Regions from separate parts of the Mus musculus genome. Here regions 1, 2, 3, 5 and 6 are each linked to region 4. A link is a contact called in public Hi-C, HiChIP or PLAC-seq and promoter capture Hi-C data. All regions are on one chromosome and are shown on one strand. The core of a region is the stretch at or near the end of the contact, and the rest is flanking DNA. Distances in the headings are between cores, read along the strand shown. Region 1 has its middle 57 kb from the start of Gm23191. Region 2 has its middle 46 kb from the start of Ascl1. Region 3 has its middle 38 kb from the start of Gm23191. Region 4 holds the start of 1700113H08Rik (RIKEN cDNA 1700113H08 gene). Region 5 has its middle 21 kb from the start of Gm23191. Region 6 holds the start of Ascl1 (achaete-scute family bHLH transcription factor 1).

Region 1 (4,137 bases), core at 1,080-3,579, 360 kb after region 4:
TACCCTGATATAGCTGTCTCTTGTGAGACTATGCCAGGGCCTAGCAAACACAGAAGTGGATGCTCATAGTCAGCTATTGGATGAATCACAGGGCCCCCAATGGAGGAGCTAGAGAAAGTACCCAAGGAGCTAAAGGGATCTGCAACCCTATAGGTGGAACAACATTATGAACTAAACAGTTCTCATCTCTTAATGTATAGCCACACCTTCTGGTTTCATACTCAGCCACTGCAGGAGATCAGTAAGGTTGAATAACTTCCAGATAGAGGTGGTGAGGCTAGCTGTCCCCACCCCAGGGTCTAGTAGCCCTGTGCATCTCCTTCCCCTGCCCTTGTCCTACACAGCTGTTGCCTCTTCATTCACAGGCTGGCCTTATCCCTATAGAGTTGCAGAGATGGGTGCAGCCATTGCTGGCCTCTAGTGACAGCTTGCTTCCTCCTTGCTCCCCGCAGTGGAGGTTGGATTTGCTAGACTCTGGATGGGCTGTTTTGTGCAGTGACCAAGGGCACACATTTTGTTAGACATTCAGCTTGAATAAGGAGCCCAGGCCTTTAGTCTGTGGCTATGGCACAGAGAAAAGCTAACTGACCCAGAAGGGGTTGAACTTGTGACCTAGGCTGCACAGCGCTGGGCTTCACCCTCCCTGGCCCTGCACCTCCACGGATCTATTTGATGGGAGTCTCATCTTGCATTTTAAATCCATGTGGCCCTTCTCCTCCATGCATGCCCCTGTGCACTGTGGAAGATTAAGAAACTAAGATTCACGCAAGAGCAGAGAGAGAGAGAGAGAGGAGAGAGAGGAAAATAAATGGCGATTTAAATTCATGCCTCCGGACGCCCAGCTCAGCAGCTGAACCCCTCGCTTCATCTCTACCACCTCAGTTCTGTGATTTATTTCAGGCGATGGCCCTCTGTGTATGTGTAAAAATCCCCCTGAATGCTTTCCCCTGAGGGCAGCCAGTGTGTCGCTCTGAAGTTTAGCGCCAATGCCTATGTGCGCAAAGGGATGGAAAAAGGACATTTTCAAGTCTCCCCATGCTTGGAGCCAAAAGGAAGAAAGAGAAAAAAAAAGTTGTCCATTCCCCTTTTTCAGCCCTCACACTTCAAATGCTAATGCAAAGCGTGTTGTCTTGGGCCTTGAATAGGTCTAAAATGCTCTAGTTTGGAAGTATTTGCATTCCCTTCTGAATGGGGAGGCAGCCAGCAGAGGGGATTAGGGCTAACACATCATCTCCTTCCTGAGAAAGGGAGCTGACAGGGCTGGAGAAAATTGACTGTAAGGAGGGGCAGCTTTTCCACATACTGACCCTGTTCCTTTTCCTTTCAAAGTACAAGGCGTGCAATAGGAAAAAATACTCTAAGAGAACTGAAAAATAAAGCGGGTGGGGGAGACCATAATCTTACCCTATCATTCTAAAAACAATGGGCATATTTTAATTTCCGCGCTAATCAGCACATGTGTAATTTTCAAAGCCTAAAATGGCTTTTGCATATTGCATGCACCTTTGAGTTTATATCATCGCTGCCCCTTTTAGATTTCTGTTTAGTTTTACAATGTCTTGTCCATACTGGCTCCTGAATGGTCCTTTACTGTCAGCAATGTTTTCTCCTGTGTATGTATAAAGATTTGTTCTATTGTTTCCTTAGGATCTATTCCTAAGGAATTTGAAGCTCAAATATATATACTAAATTTGTAAATTCAATTGAGAGTGAGCTCAGAATTATGTGCACTTTTTCGGGTTCCCTCAGTCCACTTACTACTTTGAAAGTTATCTTTAGTGATTACCCAAGTTTCTAATATGTTAACTTTAGATATAAGTTCTTAATTGATATTTTTTTCTATCCTTTTCTTCCAGGTCCATTTCTTGATCAATAGTGAAGATTAAATGTTTATTTGCTGTATATTCACATTTTACCTTGAATAAACTATCTGTCTGTCCATACGTTCACCACCTATTCCTCATATTCTTTTCCCAGTTAAACTTCAGAGTCTAGCTCCCTCCATAAACTAGAATGTGTTTGCAAAATTATAACAGTATAACTCTCTCTCTCTCTCTCTCTCTCTCTCTCTCTCTCTCTCTCTGTGTGTGTGTGTGTGTGTAGCTTTCTTTACTGTTGGGTAAACACATTTGATTCTTTATGTTTTTCAACCCATTTGTTCATTTACTTGTAAGTCCAACAAATGTTGTATATAGACTATTGAATTACAGTGCAAGCACAGGACTCTGGACTGACTTAGCCAGAAGCTGAAGGCAGAGTAATTAGTGAAGGGTAGAGGCAGTGTAAGAAAAATGAAATAGAGCATGGCCTCAGCCTGACAGCCTAGATTCTAGGCTACATCCTCTTTGTCCTGCTACAGAACCTGGCAGCTATCCACCTGCTGGGTCTCAGCACAAGAGCTCTCTGGCCCCTGCCAGAGAGACAGACAGCAATGGTTCATTCCCTAGCTATCCTTTGCTTGTTGTAATGTTGTATGAAGGGCATCAACTGTACTGTACTATGTATTTGTTGCCTAGGAAACCTGCTAAAGATCCTTCTGATCTGATGGGTAGCATCTTATGCCTATAATCCTAACACCTGAGAAACTGAGGCAGGAGACTATTCAGCAAGATCTGGGATAGGCAGAAGGGTCAAAGCTAGCTTTCCTATATGGGAAAGACTGTCTACCTCAAAGGAAAACAAATGAACAAACTTCTCTCCTGATTCTTTTATTGACTAAAATGAAATATGTTATCAGCTCTGTGGAAAAGGCATTTTTCACAACATTGAACGTTCGAGATTTATAGGCCACCCTGAAAACATCCAGCTCTAGTTAGCAAGAGATGTAGGCACCCTTTTCCTTCCTTGAATTCTTGGGTTAAATTTTGTATGAGGGCAGAAAAGTCCATTTTCTTAGCAAAATAGCAAACATGAGGTGTATGTTTTAAAATAATGTTGTATATAACTAGAACATATAGTAGAGGGTTGAAATCTCTGCCCAAAGATCTTTAAAGGTGAAATAATTGTATACACACACACACACACACACACACACTACATATCTGCCAATGTGTAAGTACAAGTTTTCTCTCAAACTTTGAAACTCGTCTAAAGGCATTGCAGAAATCATGCCTTTGTGGCTGTGTGCATCATAAATATTGTCTACTTGTGTAGGTTTCCTCTATTTCCAGAAATTTACTAAAGCAGGTTTATGATGTCTTGTTTTAACTGCAAAGGATTGATTCAAGAAGAAGAATAAAGAAAAAATAAATAAATAGAAAGACCATCCCAATGCTTGATGTCCTACATGCTATCCCTGCCCCACTTGGCCCTGCTAAACGTTTACAAATCTGTATTTACTTGCTATCAAATCTCCCTGGACTGACAGATCAAACATGTGTATTTTCATTGTGCTCTTAGAATACATAGTTTCCTCCTAGGAACACAAGGGTAACTATCAAATAAATGTCTCTTACTCTCAAGGAAATATAGCAAGAAATCACAGTGGTTGGGAGTATGGGCTAAAAGTAAGAGACATAACCAAGATATATAGAATCAAGTGGGGAAAAAAAACTGAGGAGAAAGATAGAGTAATCGTGTTCCAAATTCAGCCAATCTTCAAATTGTTGTTATTATTGTTATTTATATATTTACAAATTTATTTGGCTCTCTTTTTTTGAGACTGATATAGCCTATGTTGACCTTGAACTCACTATATATAGATAAGAAGAATTTCAAACTCCTGATCCCCCTGCCTCTCTCTCACAGTGCTAGGATACAGGTTTGTGCCTCCTTGTCTGGTTTATTTAGTACTGATTGAACCTAGGGCTTGCTTCAGACATGCTAAGCAGGTACTCTTAATGCATTGTATCCCTTGTCATAAAAACTTTTACAGAATAAAAACAAGTATAGACATTTGTAGAAATTTGACAGAGTAATTTTATGCTCATTGGATACATTAATTAAGCATCTGGCCTTGTACTTTTTATGGTTTTGTTTTTAACTCCCCCATTGCAATAGACATGATGGGTTTGATATCTTACAAATACATGTGTGTATGAGCGTTTATCTGAAACTCAAGCCTGGTCCTTTACCCTGGTAACACTGAGACAGAAGCATCTGTATCCATCTGTGTGTCCATGCATGGTTGAACATCCT
Region 2 (4,568 bases), core at 1,254-3,753, 390 kb after region 4:
CAAGAGCGGATCAGAAGAATAGCTCCATTCAAAATGGGAGAGAATGGAGTCTGACTCTGAACTGCTGAGCAAGGATGAATGAGCAGGCAAAGAACATGAAATAATAATATTAATAAGACTGAACAGGAGTGCAAATGAGTACTGCTAATAAAAGCCCTCCGTGGAGCCAGGTATGGTGGCGCATGCCTTTAATCCCAGCACTCAGGAGGCAGAGGCAGGGCGGATCTCTGAGTTCAAGACCAGCCTGGTCTACAAAGTGAGTTCCAGGACAGCCTGGGCTACAAAGAGAAACCCTGTCTCAAAAAACCAAAAACAAAACAAACAAACAAACAAACAAAAACCAAAAAAAACCAACCAAACAAAAAGCCCTCCATGGGAAACAGGAAGATAAAGATGAAGCCTCTGTTCATTACCCTGCCGTTACCCTAGTCTCAAAGAACTTTTCTTTGGTCACCATTAGTTTCCTCTAGTTTCAACTGTCTTCTAACATCTCATCCTGAAGTCATTCTTGCCAAAGAAGTACGGTAACTGGAACCAACCAGGCTTTCTGAATGGATCTGCCACAAGGTTCCCTTCCAGTATCTGTTACGTAACCCTCAAGACTTAGCTGTCTCTCGCTGGCATCTCCTTTACCTAACTTATCAGAGCCCATTCCTGTGTTTCTCACTGTACATTTATAGACGCCTATTAACTGTCACGAATTCCCTGGTTATCTCCTCCCTACACAGTTGAGGGCTTTTTAAGGGCAATGACCATCCCTTTAATCTCTTAATTTCTGGAACTGAGATCATGTGTGACCCATGGAGTAACCTCTGTCACATGCAATGATTTAAGGCAGTGGTTCTCAACCTTCTGAATGCTGCAGCCCTTAAATGTAGTTCCTTATGTTGTGGTGACACCCAACCATAGTTATTTCATTGCTAGTTTGTAATTTTCCAACTATTATGAACTGTAATATAAATATCTGATATGCAGGATATTTGGTATGCTACCCCAAAGGGGTCGGGACCCACAGGTTGAGAACCACTGATTTAATAACTCTATTGTAAACCCTTGTTCCTCTGCTTCTTCAGTATCTCATTCCCCCTTCTAGCAAAAATGACACTGGTATACTTTTAAGAAACTGACACTACTCCCCTGCCCCATGCAAGGCCAACATGACCATATCTTAACCCTGAGCAGAGGGACACAAGTGCTAAGTAATGGCAGGGTTTAATAATTTTGGGATGATGCCCAAATGTTCCTGGCTGATGATGAATGGTGAGTATCCACTGAAGGAAGGGAGATGAGGTAGAAGACAGCACATTGGTTACATCTGCAGAGACAGCTAGATTGTGTCATCCTAGCTGAGCTGCAGACAGGGCATAGTAAACCCTGGGGTCTGGGTACCTCCTGCCTTCTTCATTAAACAGCTTTGTATCTGAATGGCTGCTTCCTTGCCTGAACTATTTTGGTACATCTATTATTGGCTCCCATTTAGCGTCTGTTTATTTAAATCTGCTTTCAACTGGAACATAATTCTCTTGATTATTGGTTGATGCTGCGACACAGTAGGAATACAGATAATTGTCACTGTGCACATTCTGCTGGAAATGTAAAATTATTATCTTTAGAGCTGTTGAGTAGGGTGTTTGAGCACTAATGTTATACAGCTTGGGCACGAGGAATTTGTAGTGCTAATTTGTTGGCTCTCTTGCCTTCCTCCACTGGCTGTCATCTGAGCCTCCCCGGGACCCAGGCAGACACCCAACTCCCTGGAGTATCTACTACTCACTCCCGATGCGATGAGGGAAGCACTCAGAATATTGGGGCTTCCTTTGTGGTTATCCAAGATGAAGATCCCACCCTTGCCCCTCACTTGCTCAAACCTTCCTTGCTTTTCTGGGTCGGCCTTACCCAACAGCAAAATCAAATTGAGCGGGGTAGCTGTTTAGCCCAAGTCTCACTTAGCAGCAAAGAGGTGGCTAGAGTGGAGGATGTGTCCAAGGTCTCCCCACTGTTCACCCCTCCAATTCCTACCCCCTTCCTCTTCCCCCATCTCCCCCCCCCATCCTGCTCTCCTCACCTGCTCCAATCTCCCCAACCACCCCCAACTCGCTTACCAGCCTCGCACACCTACCTCCAGCTGTCAGCGCCCCACCCCAAACTAGCTGCCTCTTCATTTACAAGCAGCATCACTAATTGCTTTTTAGGGTCTCTTTTCTGCTCTCTGTTCAAAATTCACTGGGCGTTCCCAGCCCCTTTTATGCTACTTTTTCTGAATCTTTTCAGCCTCTTTTACAAACTTAGCACTTTCTGTGCCTCTTTTAGTCTTTAGGAGAAGAAAGAGACTTGAGAGGGTTGGGTGGGTTTTTTTTTTTTTTTTTTTGGCAGTAAAGCGCCTTCTCTGGTACCCCCTCCCCCGCTCCCTCCCTCCCTCTGTCTCCACCCCCACTCCCCGCACAGCACACGCATTGGCCCTCCTCCCACTGAATGGGGCTTTGTGCAGGGAATTTCCGGAACATAGCCCAGTGCCCAGGCCCCAGTGTGAGGAGAGGAGGGGCCCAGCCTGCAAGGAGACCCTTAAGCCCACCCCATTACCACGGTCACTGTTTGCCCCGGATTCTCTAAAAGGCCTATTGTTGCCCGTTGCCAGGTGTTCCTTAGCAACGCTTGAGCCAAGCTGCCTACCCTATTTAGACCCAAAACTTTTCAATGGCCTCCAAAACCCGTGCTTGTCAGTGCTGTAGACCGCTCCTCAAACAGCCTCAGAAGGGAGGGAGAAACCAAACCATCCCCCAGCCGTCTGCTTTTCAAATATCTGTGTTTGAGGCTGCTTTGGGGGCTTCTTGTCTTTTGCCTAAGATCAATGGGCCAAACAATCGCAATTAAAATTTCTCTCTCCTAATGCTTCGGCTCTTTTTTTTTTCCTCTAACCTCCACCCCCACCGAGTCACAGACCCCTCTCTAACTTAATATTCAGCCACGACTGGGTTTCATCATATTCTGCAAGAGCCTCATGACTTTTCTTCTTAAACCATTTCCAAGGAAATTGCTTTATTGCTCTAGGACAGTTGGGTGGGCTTGTGTGCAGGAGGTTGACCCTTCCTCTGCGCCAGCGGGGAGGAAGGTAATAGAATCACAGACTCTGTGCTCCAGGAGGAATCTCGATGATGGTCCCAGATGAGGGTCTGGAAGTCCAGATCCCAGAATGGTCTGGCAAGACTCACCTAGTAATTTACAAACAGATGGGGGATTCTGGACCCAAATACCCCTGACCCCTAAGCGTGAACTTTCCCCATACTCCAATGGGATGAAGTAAGAGAAGCAGGCTGTAAGAAGGGGAAGGGAGAAAAGAAAAGAGAAGAATAGAATAGAAAATAGAAAAGAAAAGAAAAGAAGAGAGGAGAGGAGAGGAGAGGAGAGGAGAGGAGAGGAGAGGAGAGGAGAGGAGAGGAGAAGAGGAGAGGAGAGGAGAGGAGAGGAAAGAGAAGAGAAGAGAAGAGAAGAGAAGAGAAGAGAAGAGAAGAGAAGAGAAGAGAAGAGAAGAGAAGAGAAAAGAAAAGGGAAGAAAAGAAAAGAAAAGAAAAGAAACTGTGTACTTCACCAAAAGAAAAACAAAACAAGCAAACAAACAAACAAACGAAAGAAAAACAGAAGAAGAATAGATCTTGGTTTCCTAGGCTTTTGAAGCATTGAGAGTTACCCACTCTCTAACCTAGACCCTAGGGACAAAGCATGTCTCTAAGGCATCTGTTATGCTTTGAATATAAACTGTCCCTCCAGATTGTGCTTGATACCTGCTCCCTAGGCAGTGGTACACTTTGGGGTAGTTCTGCAGACTTGCGGAATGTGGCATCTTTCTGGAGGAAGTATACCACTTAGAGGTGGCCACTCTGATGGCTGTACCTGGGCCCCCAGTCCTCTCTGCTTCCCTGACTGTCACATGCTCCTGCTACCATGATGCCCTGCCCGAGTAAGAGAGGCCAAGGAAACATAAGCTTAACCTTCTGAGGTAGAGAGACAAAGTAAGCCCTCCCTTAAGGTGTGAATGTATCTAGTATGTCCCTGAATTTCTCTTTATCTACCTATTTCTCTTCTGAAAGTTCCAGGCATCTCCCTAGATCCTGAATTTCGCAGAGCTAGATGCAGTGTGGTAGAACTTAAGAGCCAGTCAGCTGCAGCGTGCCCCTCATAATTATCATTGGATGACAGGAATGGAATGATTTAGCCGAAGCTACAAGGCACACAGAGTAAAAATCAAAGCAGGACTCCCTTTGTTGTCATGTCCGGGATGACCCCTCTTCTACAGGTCACTATTGTCCCTTGGACCCAACAAGCGTCTTCGAGTCTCAAGACCTTGCTCTCTTCTCTGCATTGACAGCTCTGCCCTGAAAGCCATTTTAAGACTGGATTCATCTCCACCCCCTGGAAGCAGATCATCCCAGACTCAGATTCTACAGTTCTGTTTTTCTCTGGGTCTTTTGAAATTTCTATTATGTTTGGCATTATACGTGTTTATGACTTGTTCTCACTGATGAGTCGTGACAGCTCCAATCCTATTCCTCCTTATACAGTTTCCTGTGTTG
Region 3 (4,213 bases), core at 63-2,562, 270 kb after region 4:
TCCAGTGAGCTCCAGACCTCAACATGCTCCCTAGTTCATCTTTCCTCAGCCTCTGCTTGTCAGCAGCGCTGCCACCTACAGCCAGAACCCCCCAAACCTCTCCCTCTCTCCCTGATTTCACCCTTTCTTCTCTGAATGGCTGCAGTTGTCCACTGGCAGCCTTCCCACAGCCACCCTTCAAATCTATTTCCGCTAAGACTGAACTTAGGCCTGATCTCTCAACCCTGCTTTAGTCCTCGGGGGCTTCCTGTTGCCAGCGAGATGATTTTTCAATGCTTCAAGATGGTGACCAAACTCTTTCACGTGTAACGCCCGGTTCAGCCTCTCCATGTCGTCCTGTCTTTCTCTCCCTTTATGTTCTGGTTGTACTGAGCTAACCCTACTATTTGGTATAGCTTTGACTTCACACACCAGTTATTTCTTCCTGAAATTCTTTTTCTCTTCATTTTACCTGGTTAATTCATTTGCATTCTTTGAAACTCAGACTACCTTCGTCACCTTGAAGAGTCACATCAAGAGCGTTAAGGGAGCTCAACTCTATTCCTCCGTAGCCCCTGAACTTGTTTTCCTGGTGTTTCTCTGAATCCTTGTGTGCCTGGCATTAAATCCTCAAAGTGTGGGTGGGTAGCAATTGGTTCTTTTTATCTATCCCCAGAAGCTACTGGAGCCCTTGGCACATGACGAACGTTCAAGAAAGCAGTTCCTGCCCTAAACTTGAGATCTTCATCCCAAGGTTGAGGACACTAATTAGTATTAAAATGCACAAAAAAAGCAGGTGTCCAGGTAGAAACTATAGAGAAAACATGGCCTTGATAATCCACCAATGGGGTAATTATTTCTAAATAAGTCAGATGAACCAGAGTTGTTCCTAAAAGATGCCCAAACAACCAGTCAGTTCTTAGGGAACGTTAGCCAGTTGGCATCACGGGAACCCAAACCCTCAACAAGTCATCCCACTGGGCTCGTGGCATTTCAGCAGGTGTCTGTGGAGCCTGTGAACAAGGAATTACTGATCACATTTGTTTACTTCTCCTTTCTCCCTCTTGCCTTTCCTCTACCACACAGCAAACCTACGTTGTGGCGTTGTTCCGCACTCGTGTGGAACCAGAAATGGAAATGCGTGCGCATTTGAGAAAATGCTCTGAACCCAGATAATAAACACAGAATCCATGGAAAAGCCTACATATGAAAGAGTAAGTTGAACCAAGTTTCTGTGTAGCGGGGGCCCCTTTCAGGTTCTGGACACGTGGCCTCCCTGTCTGAATGGACAGAAAGTCTGAATGAGCAAGGGCAGCTAACAGCAACCCAAACAACACGGCCATTCTCACTCTGCTCAGACCATCATTCGGAGGGGCCTGCTCCAGGGACGGACTCTCCATGCTAAGTAACTCCTATTCTTCATTCATGTTGACTTGATGGCTGGAGCCAGGTGAAAAGACAATTAACCCAAACAGCCGAACTGAACGTGAAGCTTCACTAACGAGGTGGTTTGTTTTCTAAGCCCAGTGGGGCATTGTAAGACCCCGAGTGAGTGCCACTTTCTAGAACCGCGTCCTTTATGCAAAGGGAAAATTATTAAAGAAAATGGGGTGGGTGGCAAAGGAGTCCTTTGGTGGGCTGTTTTCCACTTTGGTCGTGTTGTGTGCTTTCTTGCAGGCGACTTTTGGGCAAATACTGCATCTTCGGCCAGGAGAAGTTGGCGGAGTACAAAAGGGCTTTTGAAGCAGCGAGTGTAAATTCAGACTCCTTTTCTTCCTTCCTTCCTTCCTTTCTTCGCCTCCTCTCTTCTTCTATGTCTGCAGACCGCTCAGTGGAAATAATAAGCACCATTGCTTGCCATCAGCCTCCCATGAATTACTCAAACATCAAATGCAGCTCGAGAAAGGAGGCACGCTTTATTCTCTTCTGCAAAAGTCTCTCTGCCCATTCTTTATTTACATGTTGGGAAGCTAAGCAATAGACATCCCATCAACACACACACACACACACACACACACACACACACACACACACTCACGCACGGCCATTAAACAAATTAAAAGGGATGGGGCTGACTAACGTAGTACTCTTGGAATCCTCAATTTGATTAGTCTGAGTTTAATACACAAAAGCTGGAGTAGGAGGGGCTAACTGCTCTTTAATAACCTGTACAATTAAGTTATGTGGATGAATCTAACTATTCTGTGCTTCTTAACAGAGCCCTATTATCTGATTACTTATAACAGAAAGTTGTTTCTTCAGCAGTGTTTCTGAGCTTGCCCCTGCAAGGCTTCCTCCCTGTGGCTGATTTACGTTTCAGTGGATGTTTTTTTCCCCTTTCTGGAATTGTTTTTCTGTGTCATGAGCTTTTGCTTCAAAAATTTTCAAATAGTTTTTAGCTTCTTGGGAGCTCTTGTCTTTCAGCCCTCTTGAAATCTGGGTTCAGGAAAGGTAGTGTGATTATGAAACACTTTCCCCTTGCATAGTTTCATTTGGGGTGAGCTTTGCTTAATTGTCTTAATGCATTTTAGAATATGGAGAGCATCCTGCTCTTTTCGTTATGGGGGAGGCACTCTGACTCATAAGGTCTGGAAACTGTACAGCTGGCTCACTGGCTAAGGATACATAACACTTTTTCAGAGGATCAAGTTTTGATCACTAGCTTCCAAGTCTAGTACCTCAGAACTTCCTGTAACTCCTGCTCCAGGTGTTCTGAGGCATCTGACCTCCATGGATGGACAGACAGACACACAGACACAGACACAGACACACACACACACACACACATACACACACACACACATATTCACACCTCAAAAATAATGGTGGTTGTGGTAGTGGTGATGGTGATGATGGTGATAAATCTTTAAAAGGGTTGATCTTTAATCATTTAAACATTAAAGGGCTATTGTGTCTGAAACTGGAATAATGTGGCTTGATTTTCTAGGAATCAGGCTGCCATGCTGTGTTTATTTCTCTCTGAGTATTGCTTGTTTTAGATGGAGTCTTGCTATTTGCTCAAGTTGACTTCAAACCCACAATCCTGTGCCACCCTGCTGTGCAGTTAAGATCATAGAATTGTGGGTATTCATGACAACACCTGGATTAGAAATTATCATTCTTTTATGAGGAGAGTATGTCTGCCATGAGGGATTTTTCCTCCCTCATGGTTGGAATAGAACTCAAGCCATCACATATTAAGCATAACATTTAACATCTCCAGCTCTCCACATATAAAGAAATGTGTCTTCTGCTGCCTTTACTTAAAAGTCACAGTGCAGGAAGATGCTGTCCTAATAGAGGAATATATAGTTCAGGGAATAGTGTCCCAGGCTACAGGGTGGTGGAGTAAAAATTGAACACATGGCACAGATACAAAGTGTGCAAAAAAATTTTTTTCCTGCTAGCTTCTACTGCAACTGCTACTGGGCCTGAGCTGCTCTTGGGAAATCAGGACTACCTGTTTCTGCCCCTGTGCAGATGAGCGAAGAGTAGTGAATTATTGGGGGGGGGGGCACTGTCAAATGCAGACAGTGGCAGCTTCTTACTGGCACCCAAGCTCTGAGATTTCAATATGGTCTCCCCACTTGGCTGTCAGATTGTACTTTGTTTTAGTGTAGAATATGTTGGGAGGGAGGAGTCCAGATACCCGAGCCAGACAGTTTGATGTCAATCTCATCTTCCGTCCCTACTCCCTTTGATGGGGCTAGATGTGTTATATACATCTCTATGCCTCAGCTTCCTCAGAAATAGATAATAATGATCCCACAAGAAGTTGCTATCAGAGTTGAATGTCACTTCCTTCATGGCTGAGGGAACCTCGTAGAAAAGAGGACAAAGAGAAGTAAGTGCCAGAGGAAAGGATGGATTGTTGGAGAAAGATGTCTCCAGACACAACGTGACCACGGCTGTTGTGCTCTTGAATTCATCATAGCCATGGTAGCCTGCGCAAGGTCTGCATGAGATCGGGCATAGCAACACACTATTTGGGAGAGGATAGGGACACACAAGGCAGCACCACTTCCCTGAGGAATTACTAACAGTTTCTGGAAAAGGCAATGAGATTTTCTTCAGTGGTGTAGCCACTGGTAAGGTATCCTTGTTTTTGTAAAGAACCTCTTACCCATGCTCCTGCGAATAGCCCCAAAGAACCTCATTGGGTCATACGAAGAAATAGAAAGTTAAAAGACAGATAGATGTAAGATTATACATCCAGGCCAGAAGTGAGAACTTC
Region 4 (4,767 bases), core at 677-3,176:
GACATATAAGGCTTTTCCAGCTCAAAGATACTCAAAAGAGTTTGAGAGGTGGCTGGGTATCAGCTTAGAGTTCTGGTATAGATGCTGAATATATACTTTCCTTTGACCTTATTCTGTAGACCAATGCCCCATAATTGGCCGGTATGAGAATATTCTACCCAGTATGAGCTGTGAATAAGACTTCACCTCTCCCCTACCTCCAGTATCTTCCCTCTGTTTGAGGCTAGCTTGCAGGCAGTGGCCTCCATTGTCTGGTTACTTGGACATAGAAGTTGTGCCCCAAGGTTACCACGTCTGCACTGTAGCTGGTAGCTAACCCTTGGAAAGCAGAGGTAAGAGGATGCTTGAGAATCTGAGGCCAGCCTGGGCTACAGAGTGTCCCAAGAAAACAGAAAGTGCAAAACAGAAGAGTGCTTGTATTATGATTGTCTTTACCTCAAAATTTGCAACTCCAGGGTCCTGGTTTAGTTGGAATCTCACATCTACTTTGTAGCTGTATTGCTAGTCTAACACTGAAACATATTTCCCATGGTTGGCACCTGAAATGCCATTCATTTCAGCGAACAGCATTCTGGGTTGGAGCTATGGCAGGTAACCCTGTGCTGCCATTCTTGTCTAGAGGCATCTTGACAATACTGTCATAGCTTTGATGTGGCTTATTTGCTTGTCTAAGTGCTTCTGGGAGCAACAGCTCAGAATCATCCAGAGTCTAACCTGGTCTTTTGACTTGTTTTGTTGTTGATCCATAGCCTAGGCTGACCTGGAACTTAGAGATTTTTCTGCTTCATCCTTGTAAAACCTGGGATTAGAGTTGTAAGTCTTTATGCCTGCTTTTGGATTTGTTTTAAGAGTATTTTAAGTATTAGAAACAAAAACCACTTCTCCCCCCACCACACACACACATTTTGTTTGTGTTTTTGATTTTCAAGACAGGGTTTCTCTGTGTACTCTGGTTATCCTGGAACTCACTCTATAGACCAGGCTGGCCTTGAACTCAGAGATCTGCCTGCCTCTACCTCACAAGGAGTGCTGGGATTCCTGGCTTTAGAACCTTGTTTTGAATTTATTAGACACTGCCTACAAACAAAATCTTAACTAGTTGCCGGCATTAGGTTCCCATGTGGGTAATCAGATAGGAAGACTGGTGAGTTCCAGGCTAGCTTAAGCTACACAATGCACTCAGTGCCACACTTGGTTAGTGAGTTTGAGGCCAGTATGTGTTAGCAAACAGATGAAACATTGTTTCAAAAATCCAACCATCGCTATCCAAATTCAAAACCCAAAGCAAAATCAAACCTAAACCTAGACCTTGGCTTGGGTTGCAGTCCATGGAACCTTACACAGCATTCATAGGGTTTTTTTTTGTGTGTGTGTGTGTGTGTGTTTTTTTTTTTTCTGCCGAGCTGAATAAAATCCCCAGGCAGATGTGAACTGCCTTTGTGGGCACAGCTAAATCCTTGCCTGGTTGGAATAGAATTACTTGAAAGTTTCTGAACTTTCAAGAAATTTGAGACTATGGCTCAAAGAGGGAAAAGGGCACTCTTCCCATCTATGGCATAGCTATGCCCCCTGCTGTTGGCTGCAGCACCATTCTCCTTTTACTTGGGATTCAAGGGAGAGGCCTAGATTGGTAGGGGACTTCAGTAAAAAATAAAATCCCTCCATAACCCCTAGAACTACCTCCTTTGTGAAAAACCAACTTGTTAACAAAAGATAATCAAGTAATGCTCATCTTTTTAAGCTGAAGGCTTGTCCAGGGCTTGGGGCTGGGTGGCAGAGCAGATTCGGAGAAGAGATGTATGTGGTCACTGTCTTTGACTTTGGTGGCAGGGCGGGGCAGGGTCCACTTGCGATGCTGGTCCCATTGTGGTTGCCGGGAGACTGAGGGGCTCTCGGAACGGTGCCCGGAGGTGTCCATAAGGGTGGGGCAGTGTGGGGCCAACTCGTTTGGAAGGCAGCGGCGGGCACAGGATAGGGCTTCTGCAGCTGCAGGTAGACAGGCAGAAGACAAGTCGTGGGTCTTGTCTGGTCACAGAGGAGGTAGGTTGCTTTGAAGAGAACCCCGTGTTTTTGGCTTCTATAGACTCCAGCCACCTCTGGTAGGGGTGGCTCTCGGGAGGGGCCGTGGGGCTGCGAGCAGCAGAGCCTGATCGCTCCTGGTGGTCGTCACCCCGTCCCCCTCCATCCGGCTTGACCAGTCTCAGAGTGGAGGAGGACAGAGCTGTGCCCAGCCCCCGCCCCTACAGCCAGTACCCACACCAAGACGCACACGCTCCTTAATCTCCCCCGCCCTCGGTTGCCCGGGCGACAGCCCAGACGAGCAGGTGATGCATTGACAGCGAGCAGATGGTCCCCCGTGGAGGCGAGCGCGGCCCACAAAGCGCCCAGCGCTGTGATCCCACTGCGCCGCCCCCGCCCCGTGGCCCGCGCTGCCCGCATGCTAATAGGGGTCGGGGGAGGGGTCTGGGGAGGGGCCGTGCGCCCTGGGCACGCCCCTTTGCTCTTTGCAGTGACTTCACCTCATTTTTTTCCCTCTGAATGCCCTCTCTAAATCCTCCCTGCTTCTGAAGAGTTCTCCCACCTCACACCCAGCACGCTTCATCTCTCTCCGAACTCTCCCCGAGTGGATCAAGGCTGACACTCTCCCTCTTTTGCCTTGCTCCCATTCAGTAGTAGCAGGCCCTACCTTTGCTCCCTGCTGGCATTTCATGGTTGATTTGGGAAGACTAGAGGAATGGGTTTACCACAGCCCAGCCTTGATCCCTGCTTCTAGAACTGGCATTGGAATGGTAAAATGTGTAAAGACACCCGCCCGGACCCGCCCCCATGCCCCCCCCCCCCACCATCATCAATGCTTCAGGGCCTTTCAGGCTGCTGCTTCTTCGGACTTTCCTTTCTGGAAGGGCAAAAATAAATCACTCTCTGGCGACTACTGTGCTGCCCCTCCTGGGAAGCCCTCCCATTCACCCACCCTCCTCCCATTCATTAGACACACACACCCCCTTCTGTACCCTATTCACCGCTGTGTGGCAAATTGAGACTATCTTATAGTAAGGCCATGAAAACTGCTAGGGAGTATTCACAATTTTAATACTAACTTCATAGCTGTCACATAAATTCATTGCCAGGTCTACTCTATAATGGCCACGAAATAACTTTAAGAAAAGGGAGGGGGAGTCCGATGACAGCACCACGGCATCTTTCTTTGATTTGCAGGTGCTTACCCCCCTCCTTTAAACCATTACTACAGTAACTGTAGATAGCTTTCTTTTTCTTTTTTTAACTGTCACACGGAGTGCTTTAAAAAAAGCCATCCTTCTCCTTTTTATTTTACAGTAGATAAAAAATGCCAAATGCCAATAAAGGCTTTTTTTAAAAAAAGCAACAGAAAAAGAAAGAGAAAGAGAGACTAGTGAATAAAGTTGGGACAATACGGGTCACAGAGCTGTCGAAACTAATGTCATAGTGCGGCTGTTGGGCAGACGTACAGAAAACTTCTTGTTTCTTGATTTTTATGGAGATTTGGTGTGTGGCATGAAGCGCTCTCTGAACAGGTTTAGAACAAGTGGGAAAGAAAAAAACTCTTAATAAACTCCCCTCTGATGGTCTTTCTGCCCACAAACACCTGTGATTTACAAAGAGGCATTTTGGAGGACAAAGAGAGGCCAAGAGGGCCAGGCCATTGTTAGAGAACGATGCTTCATGTAGCCAAGGCTGTATGAGAGAGTTGTTTTACTTTAAAACACGTCTTAGATCCTTGCTATACACACTTACAACCAGAAAAAAAAGCGATTCTTTTGAGGGCTCTTAATGACTTTTTCAAATGCTTTTTACTCAATTTGAGCCAGTGTTTTTGCCACATTCTTAAACCAGTGGACTTCACTAGAATTCAAACATAGTCAATTTATACAAACCTCCTAGACAGGAGAATTAGTAATAATTACCTAATATTTAGAAAAAAACGGTTACGATGTTCATTCACTTAAAGGATATATACCATTTGCATTTATTTGAAAAATTGTGAGATTGCGTTTCTTTCTCTTGGAATGCTATGTTTATCTTTTTTATGTTTATCTTTATCTTCTTTGTTTTCTTTCTTTTTCTTTTCTTTTCTTTTTTATTTTATTTTATTTTCTATTTTTGAGACAAGGTTACTCTATGTAGCCCCAGTTGTCCTGGAACTTGTCATATAGAACAGGCTGGTCTTGAACTCGCAGAGATCTCTCTGCCTCTGCCTCTGCCTCTTCTTCCTGAGTGATGGAATTAAATGTGTGCACCACCACACAAGACTGCTTATCGTCCCTTAATTTTATAACTTAAGTCATATTGTTTGAAGATTTTTCTTTTTTTTGTTTACCATTTTGGCGTTTCCTTTGGTTTTTGTCATTCCCTTCCCAATGTGTTAGAAAGGTGGGCTAGCATATAAAACCATGAAACAATAGCATGGTTTTAAATTGGGTGAGCTTCTCTTTGCTTAGGATAAAACTAGAGGAGGCCAGAGTCAACTGTGACCTGAAGCCAGTGAAGAAGCAGGGGAACCAAGAAATCAGCCATGTGTTTGTGACCAGCAGAGGAGCTACAAGAGCCTCAAGTCACTGTCAGTAGGCTGGGACCGTGTGAACTGGGAAGGGTCCTGTGAGATGACCAGAGAGAGCACGCCTAGGCTTGGATCAGGAAAGCCTCGTGTGGGGCATTGCGAAGGAAGCGCTTTCACTCTAAAGAAATGGAGAGCAGCTAGGGCTGCTAAGGACTTGGTTGTTTTTGTTT
Region 5 (4,633 bases), core at 1,061-3,560, 330 kb after region 4:
CTGAATCCGCCCATGGACCAGCCAGACTTGATCGAAAACTCATGAGTTAATTTAGCCAACACCAGAAGAAACACCCAGCTGAGCCCACCCCAAATTGCCAGCCCATATATTATGCACTTTTAATACTTACTGTTTTAAGCTACAAAATCTTTGTGTAGTTTATTAGACAACCAATGGAACTTTTTCAGATGTACTAATTCTGAAATAAGTGTGAAATACCCACGGATTTTCATCAATAGGTTTGTATTTTAGATCTGGACCACAGGGGAGCAAGTACATTTTTAGGTAAAGCTTTAGAAGTGATCAACATAAGAAAGCTTTTGATATCAAGGTGGTACTTGTGAAGGTTTTATTTTCTAAAACAGATTTTAATTATATGACAATCACAACTCATAATACTCCTCTCCACTTGATTCTGCTAATACTGTTTCCCAGAGGTGGTCATGCAATAAACAATTAAAGAAATGCCCCCAAAAGATCCTCTAGAATTACCCTCTAGGATTTCCCTGATCCCAGTTTTTTCATATCACACACATTCCGTCCTGTACCAAACTGTACATTTTGCTTGTGTTCAAACAAAGATGGATCATCTATGTAAACTTCCTCCTACACAAATCTCAAGGGATATTGTGAAAAAATAGGCAGAAAGAATGGAAAATCCAGCAGAGGAGGAGGGAGATGTGAAATATTGTCTTCTGGACATAATGGAACTATGGAGATTACATGAACTTGTAGTATCTGTGCTCGCTTACACAAGCTCAAACCGGACAAGATTCCAGCATGGGTGGGGATTGGTTTCTCAGACCTCCATCTCCCAACCCCAGCTGAGGAACTATTGGTAGCTGATGGTTGTTGGGAAGAGAGGAGAATATCATGTCACTAGGGTGAGGGTGAGGTATGGCTGTGATAGGCTACCCTTCCAAAGGGAATAAGCCCACACCCATACTCATGTAGATGCCACTGATTGGTCTCAGCTAGTTATTAAATTTAAAGAAAAAAAATAAAGAACTGAAGTTGGGAGGGAGCTGTGTTTAGTAGCTCTAGGGGGAATGGAAGGAAGGTAGTAGGGGTGACGATGATCAAAGCACTATACATACTGTGTACATGTATAAAATTTTCAAAGACTAGAAATAAAAGAAAATTAATTTCTTACTGAGTTCATCTAAGGTGTTATGAAGTTTTAATAATTCCTTTCAGAATGAAATGTGTGGGGAGAATATTTAAATATGACCGTTCGCTAGACCATTTTCACACTTTTTTTCTGTAGGTTGGTAGAATACCCTATCCTATATAGATACCATTTCTATGCATACTATGTGCCATTGAGAAAACGATTAACCCGTCTGTGTCATGTAATACAAATTACAAGGTCTTCCCTTAGATCTTTGTGATAACCCTATTGAGATGTCAATTGGTTATCGACCTGATGAAAATCTAGAATCACGGAAGAGATAAGCACCTGGGCTCATCTATGAGGGGTTATCTGGTTTAGATTAATTGAGACCCACATTATATGTGTATGGTGGCCTGAGATCCTGGACTCAATTAAAAGGAGAAATCTAGATGAGCATACACATCTATTGCACTCTGCTTCTTGGCTATGGACATAATTTAGCTGGCAGTCTCAAACTCCTGTCACAATAGCCTGTCACCATAACGTACTGTACCCTGTAACTATAAAGCAAACTTAAAACCACTCCTTTTTTAATTTGCTCTTATCAGGCACCTGTCACACCAAAGAGACAAATATATAGCTCTGAAACTGCCACTAGAGTTACTGTCACGTTCTCTGTAGGAAAATGGAGACTCCTACTCCGAGAAGATGCCCAAGCTCAGCCAAAAAGCAGTGCAGTATTAGATTTTCAACACAAAGGTGTTTGAACTACACATCACATGCCTCAGCCCAGAAAACTTTTTCTATAAATAACTCATTTCCTTCTCAACAAAAGTCTTACCAATGCCCCTCAAACTTCCTTTAAAAAGATTTTGTCCTCCTCAAACAGATTGCACGAATTATTTGACCCTCTCTAAAATCCTTGGCTACCATTCCACATGGCTCCAGAAATAGGGCACAGCCAGCCTGAATTGTGCTTCGAAATGAGTCACTCTAGCCTATCTTGTCCTCAGAAATGGCTATGAGTCTTCGTCTACCCACAAACACTAATTAATGATCATCTAACTGTACTGTCAACTCTGCTTAATTTTGAGTGAGACCAGTTGTTTATTCCTTGGGCCAGCCAATAGTAACAGAGGAAGGTACTCATGCATGCCATTGTCCGGGTGGCTCTGGGCCTATAGCAGCCCAGTTTAATGGCCATTCAGAGCTCATTAGTGAGCAAACACATGAGGAGTGACCGCTCCGGTGCCACACGTTGCAACTAATAGCTCCGCCAAACAGAATCGTTTCTGTTTCTGCTCACTTGTTGTGAAATTCTTTCAATGTCAACAAGTGGTCCTGTCGGCAGGAGCCCTCCATCTTGCCCAGCAGTTTTATCCGTTGCTCTCCTGAGCCAGACTTATGTCCTTCTCCATTGTCCAGACCTACAAAGGAGCCTGAGCAATCACAAAGCCTTCACAGCTATTCATCATCAGCTCAGTGGACCTAGGGGCAAGCCTGCCTGCCCACCAAAGTCTAGGTTGGCCTGTGAGTATGGCCTGGTATATGTGACCATAAGACACCACACCCATGGCCCCTGCCTTGGAGATCTGGATATCCAAGCTATATGAAGCATGTGGCCCTCATTCAAGACAAAACCAAAATTACAGGAAATATACAAAATCAGGCTAGGAATGGATTTTGGAGGTCAGCTTTATTTTTTAAATCTTACCATCCATTTCCCACTGCAGAGAAGGCGATGGGGGGTTACTATTGAGAGCGGTCATTGTCCCATCTGCATGCATGAAGAATGGAGGGCTGTTTGGCACATTTCATTGGGGGGACTTTAAAATGCGTAATTGAATTGTTCAAATCAAATTTAGGGGCCCCTGTCACAAATCATTACCTGTCTTTCCTCTATCTTCCCCTTGCTCTTCAAATGAATGCCGCACTCACTGGCCTCCATTAGCTTAATTTGGTTGAGACATTTTCCAGCCCATATTATGAAAATGAGAGAGAAAATGTTGACCAGGGGACCATCTTTAGAGTGCTTTTTTGTTTAAAAAGAATATACAGTCATTTGCATCTCCTTATTGTTTGAAAATACTTTCTATATAATTTTAGATACTTGTAGAAAGTACCTCAATACACTTCTCAGATCACTGCCTTTGATTTAATAATTCAGACTGGTGTTTCTATTCTAGGATAAAATAAGTTCTCTCTCTCTCTCTCTCTCTCTCTCTCTCTCTCTCTCTCTCTCTCTCTCTTTCTCTCTCTCATCTGATATGGGGCTTCTTTGTGTAGCTCTGGTTGTCCTAGACCTCACTCTGTAGGCCAGTCTAGCTTCCAACTAAGAAATTCACCTTCTGCTGACTTCCTAGTTCTGGAATTAAGGTGTGCACCACCACATGCTGCTAAAATTAAAATTAAAAGTATTCTTAACTTCAAACTCAACATAAATCTATATAAAAATGGTAAGATTTCTTATTTGTTGACCAGTGTTTCCCTTAGTGAAGACTAATATGGAGAGTGTGCAGTGGTATGTCCTCGCTCATATTTGCAGAAGGTGCTGTGAAGTCAAACCATCTTCCAGCACACTGGTTTATCAGACTCAATTGTTAATTCATTGATTACTTCTTTCTTTAAAGTAAGTAATTTTCCAACTTCTGGGTGAGTGAATGAAAATAAAACTAAGACAAAAGAAGACAAAGAAGAAGAGGGAGAAAAAGAAGATCAATGCATTAAATGATCATACATAATTCAATTTAGAATAGCTTTTAAAAATACACTTTAGTAAGTGTACTGATCCTTATGAAAGTATACTTTAGTAGCAAATTGGTACAGTGGTGATTTGTTTACCAAGTTCTTACAGTAAAGCTGAGAGATAGCTCAGCTAAGCAAGCATGAGGACCTAGGTTCATATCCCCCCCACAAAAAGATGTGTAATTATAACCCTAAAAGTGGAGGAGGGGTGTGCAAAATACTTAAACAGTTCTGCATACTAAGTATTTAGAGTGAATAAATTTAATAGGTGTTTATATCCATTGCTCCGTAGCCACTTAGGAAAATATAACTACACCTAATTTTTTAATTTAATTCTTATAAGACCATAATTATGAACATGAAGAAACTGGTCTGGATGATAAGGGAGACAGCCTAAGCTCCCTATGTGCGAGAGATGGAAGGAGCGTCACTGCAGGCTCCACCACTCAGTCAGAGCCACAGTGACCCAGTGGCCATGCCTTTCTTGTCTTGGTAGACTGTATCCCAACAGAAATCTCTTCTCCCTTAAGTCATTTCTATCAGATATTCTTTCACAGTGACCAGAAAATGAACTAAAAGATCCAAGAAGGAGAAAAATGGTCAAAGATAGAAATCTGAGAAAAGACTTGGGGTCAGAAACATTGGTCAGTGTTTGGGAGCTCATACTGTTCTTACCGAGGACCCATTAGTTCCTGGCACATACACAATGTGGCTCACAGCTGTCTGTAATTCTAGCTCCAAGAAATACCACATCTCTGCCCTCCTTTGAGCACT
Region 6 (4,346 bases), core at 691-3,190, 440 kb after region 4:
CTCTTGCTCCAGGAAAGGAACCCATCTGTGATTCGGGCTTAGGTTCAGACACCAGTCACTCTTCTCGTGTCTGGAAATGATGTTGGAATGCAGAGACACTGTTGGAGCCCACCCCTGTTTGCTGAGAACATTGCATCTTAGTGAAGGTGCCCCTGTAGGTTGGCTGTCTGGTTTGTTTGTTTCATTTCTTCTTCTTTTTTCCCCTTGTTTTTCTGCCTCCCCATTTGACGTCGTTGGCGAGAAACACTAAAGATGCAGGATCTGCTGCCATCCTGTAACAGAAACAAGAGAGGTTAGTGTGAACTTGAAGGGGTGTGGTAGAAGCTATTCAGGCTTGGAGAATCTGTCAGGTAAAACATCTCTTTGGACAAAGTCCCAGGACTCAATACGCAGGGTCTCTATGCCTCACCTCGACCTTCTGCTCTTGGAAACTTGGGCAAAGCCACTCTCAGGGGCCAAGACTGAAGTTAACACACTAGCACTTGAGATGGACAAACTAACAACATAGTAACCTCCTCTCACCCCTGGGTTCCTGGAGACAGCCCCTACCTTCCGTGAACTCCCCCCTCCACACCGAAAAAGAAAAAGGGACCTAGTCAAGAAAGGCTCTGCCCATCCCCACATGAAGCGTACCTGCTTCCAAAGTCCATTCCCAGGAGAGCCTGGCAGGTCCTCAGAACCAGTTGGTAAAGTCCAGCAGCTCTTGTTCCTCTGGGCTAAGAGGGTCGTAGGATCCCTCGTCGGAGGAGTAGGACGAGACCGGAGAACCCGCCATAGAGTTCAAGTCGTTGGAGTAGTTGGGGGAGATGGTGGGCGACAGGACGCCCGCCTGAAAGGCAGCGCTCACCGCGTCGTGCTCGTCCAGCAGCTGCTGCAGCGCGCGGATGTACTCGACCGCCGAGCGCAGCGTCTCCACCTTGCTCATCTTCTTGTTGGCCGCGCCGTTGGGGACATGCTCCCGGAGGGTGGCAAAACCCAGGTTGACCAACTTGACCCGGTTGCGCTCGCGCTCGTTGCGGCGCGCCACGGCGGCCGGCTGCTGCTGTGGCAGGCTGTAGCCGAAGCCGCTGAAGTTGAGCCGGCGTTTGCAGCGCATCAGTTCCGGAGAGGACGAGCGCTGGCGCTTGACCTGCTTGGCCGCTGACTTGTGACCGCCCCCTGAGGGCTGGCTGTCGGCCACCGGGCTCAGCTGCGGCGCCTGCTGCGGCGGCGCCTGCGGCTGTTGCTGCTGCGCGCTCTGAGCTGCCGCGGCCGCCGCCGCTGCCGCCGCCGCCGCGGTCGCAAAGAAGCAGGCTGCGGGAGGCAGGAAGGGCTGCGGGGGCTGCGGCTGCTGGCCGGCTCCACTCTCCATCTTGCCAGAGCTCTCCATGCCGGGCCAAACTGTCGCGGGGGAGAACGAGTTGGGGACGCAGGGTGCGCAGAGCCCTTGAAGGAAGCGGGGCTGCGAAGCACGATCAAAGGGGGACGAAGAAAAAGGAGAGGGGAGAAACGAGCCCCGGAGGAAAGTTAAAGGGGAAGAAACGCGCAGAAGGAGGCAGAGTTGTCAGGCTGCAGCGGAGGAAGGTGCCTGGGCGATCGTCTTCCCTCTGCGCCGCCTCCTCCCTCCCCTCCTCCCGCCGCGGTTGGCTTCGGGAGCCTCGCGTGGCGCTCGCGTGTGCGGCCGCCGCCGGCGCCTTCTCGGTTTTAAAAGAGGAAAGGGAAAAGGAAAGCAGCCGCAAAAGTCAGTGCCGAGCGCACTCTGCCAGGTGGAGCTGCTCCGGGGCTGCGCTTTCTTGCGCCCGCTCTCCCTTGCTCCAGCCTGGGCTTGAGCCTGCTTCTGGGATTATTTGGTTGAACCCCCTTTCTTTCTAATTGCTCTCTCGTTCCCCCCAATTCGCCCTCCCTAACCGGCTCCCAGCCGGTACGCCTTCCACGTTCCCTGGCCAGAAGTGAGAGACTGCTGGGCGGCTGCGGTGCGGCCGCCTTTTCAATGGGACACCCAGCCCCACGCGCAGCCCTGGCCCCGCCTCGCCCCCCACTCCCCGCTGCTGCAGCGAGCGGCTGCAGCCCCCACTACCCCTCCTCTTCCCCCACCTCCTCAGCTCCCTCCCTCTCGCCCCCCCCCCCTCCAGTTGCCCGCGCCCGCTCCTTGCAAACTCTCCATTCAGCCTGGTTTGTTGTTGCAGTGCGTGCGCCCGGCGCGTGCCGGACTCCCGGCTGAATAAACAGGCCGCGCGCTCGGGGCGGTGGCTCCGGGAGCCAGGGGGTGGCTCTAGAAATGGGGGCCTTTTTAAAAAAGGGGGGGGGCAAATAACTCCTGGACTTGGGGTGCCTAGGTGGAAAGTCTGGAGGGAAAAGTGTCTTTGGAGTCTCCTGAGAACTTGGAAGAAAATTCAGGGAAGGGTTTAGGCAGAAAAAGTGGCAAAGGGAACTCTTGGAAGTGGAGGGCTGGGCTTCTGCTTCCCCCCTTTCTTCTCTCCGCAGTAACTCCGGAGGATTCTTTGTGACCCTAAAAAATAAAATGTTTGCCATTAGGTTTAGGAAGGTAGGAGGGGAGAGCGTTTGCACACTAGTGGTCTCTCTGTATGAGAACTTGAGTCCTCTCACTAGCTTTGTGGTCTCAGTAAGTTCTACCCTGTCTGAGCAGCCTTTCCCTCTGCAGCCATATGGGGTTGCCACTGCTGTTCCATTCAGCTTCAAGGATTGGATGTGCTGGGCACAACTCGCTAAGGGTGGGAAGGATAGGGAGTCATGAACAGGATAGGTTGACAGTTCCCTAAGAAGCTGAGGCAGGAGAATAAGTTGGAGGCTAGCTTTTGTGAGACACAGTGGTGTGGGGAAGTGTATGCAGGAAGGCACTCAGGGTTATCTGTTTCTGGCCCTCTATAACAGCCGCCACTCCTCTGAAAGATGCTTGCTAGACGCTATGGGAAAGGAGGGCATTCTGGGATATTTCAGATCTTCTGGAGAAAGAAGCTGTGGGCTGTGTGGAATAAAGAGTGACTGGATTTGAGCTAACTGAAAGTCTTCCCTCCTTGTCCCTCCCTGTCTCAGGCGCCTTGGAGGCCTTGGCGCAGCCTCTATCCCGCCCCAGGCGTGTGCCTGGCGGACCGGTGGCAGGCGACTGGGAGCGGAGCCCGCTGAGGCCGTGTGCTGGCACCGCGAGAGAAGGGGAGGTGCCTGCAGCGGTCACCGGGCTGCTGGGACAGTGCCTGCCCAGGCGCATTCCCGGGCCCTCAGGCTGGCACTCTGTCCGAACCCAGTCCAGCTTAGAAAAGCAAAGCACTGCAGGCAAAGGTCTCAGACTGCTCTGGTGCACCCTGGGGTAGTCTCTGGTCGGGTCTACACAGGCAGAACTAGGCGGAGGGCACTCTTCTGGTAGTTTTGTCCAGAAGTCACCAGGTCTGATCAAGGACTGGAGTTCAGTAATGATTATGGTGAAGTACTAGGATAATGGCTTCTAGTTATTTTATCGTCGTTATTATTATTTTAATCATGATCGGAGCCATTTTTAAGTGTCTCATTGCATAGCCTAAGCTGGCCTCTTGACAATCTTCCAACCTTAGCCTCCCCAGTACGGAAAATATGAGCATTGGTCACCACTTCTGGCTGGGAGAATTGCTCTAGCTGAGTTTCTTTTTGTGGAGATGGGTCATTCTAAAGGGTCCACAAGGATGACCCAGAGAGATGACCTAGACATGAGAGTATTTAAGAGTATTCTTAGAGTAATAGTGGTACTTCCTAAGTGGCTCAGACACACGTTGCCTTGGCTTTCTCTTGGTAGGAGAATAGGTTTGGGGAGCACTGGATGTAGCCAGGCCAATTCTGTGATTTCCCCCTAGCCCCTCCCCCCCCCCCCCCCGCACAGCTGGTAGGCTCTAGCATAGCTAGCTTACTGACCTCCGGAAGTCTGTTTCCTTACCTGCCCCACAGCTCCCCACACTCCCCACAGAAGCAGAGACTGTGGAATGAGGCTGGATCCATGACGTCATCCTCAAACATCCATGTAGGACCCAAGTTGTGAGAGAGTGTAGTGTGTATGCCATCTTTGTATCAAAACTATTAAATGTCTGAGGTGCTTTGTGAAGAGAAAAGATTCATCTAAGCTCACTGTTAGACATTTTAATTCGAGATCAATTGGCCCCTTTGTTGTGAACCTGTGTGAAATGGCATACCATGGATGAAATACATAGACTAGCAACACTACTTGCTTTGTGGCCAGGGGAAAAAGGGAGAGCAAGAGAAGAGTTTTGGATGTTTTTCTTGTCCATTTGACATACCTAGACGAATCTGGGGAAGTATAATCTTAATTGAGAAAAATGCCTCTATCAGATTGTCAATTTATACATCTATGAGGGATGTTTGTT

What was found. Promoter capture Hi-C pulls out the DNA fragments that hold promoters and counts their contacts. A called contact is a pair of places that touch in the nucleus more often than the background predicts. HiChIP or PLAC-seq counts read pairs in DNA pulled down with a chosen protein or histone mark.
Region 1: a promoter capture Hi-C map of neural stem cells shows a contact between it and region 4. The contact joins the enhancer-like site here to the promoter of 1700113H08Rik in region 4. A contact is called at or near these places in 9 of 39 promoter capture datasets (the 3T3-L1 cell line, 3T3-L1-derived adipocytes, cranial neural crest and 6 more), 1 of 484 Hi-C or Micro-C datasets (cortical neurons) and 4 of 115 datasets of contacts at active chromatin or transcription factors (embryonic basal ganglia, embryonic hindbrain, embryonic midbrain and 1 more).
Region 2: an H3K4me3 HiChIP or PLAC-seq map of embryonic basal ganglia shows a contact between it and region 4, with 5 times the contacts expected there. The contact joins the enhancer-like site here to the promoter of 1700113H08Rik in region 4. A contact is called at or near these places in 6 of 39 promoter capture datasets (3T3-L1-derived adipocytes, cranial neural crest, embryonic stem cells and 3 more), 1 of 484 Hi-C or Micro-C datasets (cortical neurons), 6 of 115 datasets of contacts at active chromatin or transcription factors (embryonic basal ganglia, embryonic forebrain, embryonic hindbrain and 3 more) and 1 of 9 other capture datasets (liver).
Region 3: a Hi-C map of the N1E-115 cell line shows a contact between it and region 4, with 7 times the contacts expected there. The contact joins the enhancer-like site here to the promoter of 1700113H08Rik in region 4. A contact is called at or near these places in 7 of 39 promoter capture datasets (the 3T3-L1 cell line, 3T3-L1-derived adipocytes, hippocampal neurons and 3 more), 3 of 484 Hi-C or Micro-C datasets (the N1E-115 cell line, liver and nephron progenitors), 2 of 115 datasets of contacts at active chromatin or transcription factors (embryonic forebrain and embryonic midbrain) and 1 of 9 other capture datasets (pancreatic islet).
Region 5: a contact with region 4 is called in a Hi-C map of the N1E-115 cell line, with 4 times the contacts expected there. The contact joins the enhancer-like site here to the promoter of 1700113H08Rik in region 4. A contact is called at or near these places in 6 of 39 promoter capture datasets (cranial neural crest, frontonasal cranial neural crest, hippocampal neurons and 3 more), 1 of 484 Hi-C or Micro-C datasets (the N1E-115 cell line) and 1 of 115 datasets of contacts at active chromatin or transcription factors (embryonic brain).
Region 6: an H3K27ac HiChIP or PLAC-seq map of embryonic brain shows a contact between it and region 4, with 12 times the contacts expected there. The contact joins the promoter of Ascl1 here to the promoter of 1700113H08Rik in region 4. A contact is called at or near these places in 6 of 39 promoter capture datasets (the C10 cell line, cancer-associated fibroblasts, embryonic stem cells and 2 more), 1 of 15 datasets of contacts at CTCF or cohesin (liver), 9 of 484 Hi-C or Micro-C datasets (the N1E-115 cell line, the Patski cell line, embryonic stem cells and 4 more), 22 of 115 datasets of contacts at active chromatin or transcription factors (VIP interneurons, craniofacial prominence, embryonic basal ganglia and 12 more) and 2 of 9 other capture datasets (liver and pancreatic islet).

What each region holds. Positions count from the first base shown.
Region 1 is chr10:87,419,097-87,423,233 of GRCm38.p6, forward strand. No RefSeq gene overlaps it. Among named protein-coding and RNA genes, the nearest start is that of Gm23191, 57 kb to the left of the region's middle. Within about 2 kb of position 2,330, at least 17 of the 459 cell types and tissues checked have an H3K27ac peak or open chromatin away from gene starts, as enhancers often do. A contact at or near this core is called in neural stem cells, where this site is marked.
Region 2 is chr10:87,445,323-87,449,890 of GRCm38.p6, forward strand. No RefSeq gene overlaps it. Among named protein-coding and RNA genes, the nearest start is that of Ascl1, 46 kb to the right of the region's middle. Within about 2 kb of position 2,504, at least 80 of the 459 cell types and tissues checked have an H3K27ac peak or open chromatin away from gene starts, as enhancers often do. A contact at or near this core is called in cortical neurons, embryonic basal ganglia, embryonic forebrain and 3 more, where this site is marked.
Region 3 is chr10:87,323,994-87,328,206 of GRCm38.p6, forward strand. No RefSeq gene overlaps it. Among named protein-coding and RNA genes, the nearest start is that of Gm23191, 38 kb to the right of the region's middle. Within about 2 kb of position 1,313, at least 7 of the 459 cell types and tissues checked have an H3K27ac peak or open chromatin away from gene starts, as enhancers often do. A contact at or near this core is called in the N1E-115 cell line and embryonic forebrain, where this site is marked.
Region 4 is chr10:87,056,120-87,060,886 of GRCm38.p6, forward strand. It overlaps 1700113H08Rik (RIKEN cDNA 1700113H08 gene), which reads left to right and starts at 1,927. Exons shown (of 6, transcript NM_029685.1): 1 at 1,927-2,040.
Region 5 is chr10:87,382,506-87,387,138 of GRCm38.p6, forward strand. No RefSeq gene overlaps it. Among named protein-coding and RNA genes, the nearest start is that of Gm23191, 21 kb to the left of the region's middle. Within about 2 kb of position 2,311, at least 3 of the 459 cell types and tissues checked have an H3K27ac peak or open chromatin away from gene starts, as enhancers often do. A contact at or near this core is called in the N1E-115 cell line, where this site is marked.
Region 6 is chr10:87,491,720-87,496,065 of GRCm38.p6, forward strand. Ascl1 (achaete-scute family bHLH transcription factor 1) reads right to left here and starts at 1,941. Exons shown (of 2, transcript NM_008553.5): 1 at 634-1,941; 2 at 1-272. The coding sequence starts at 1,369. The coding sequence ends at 674.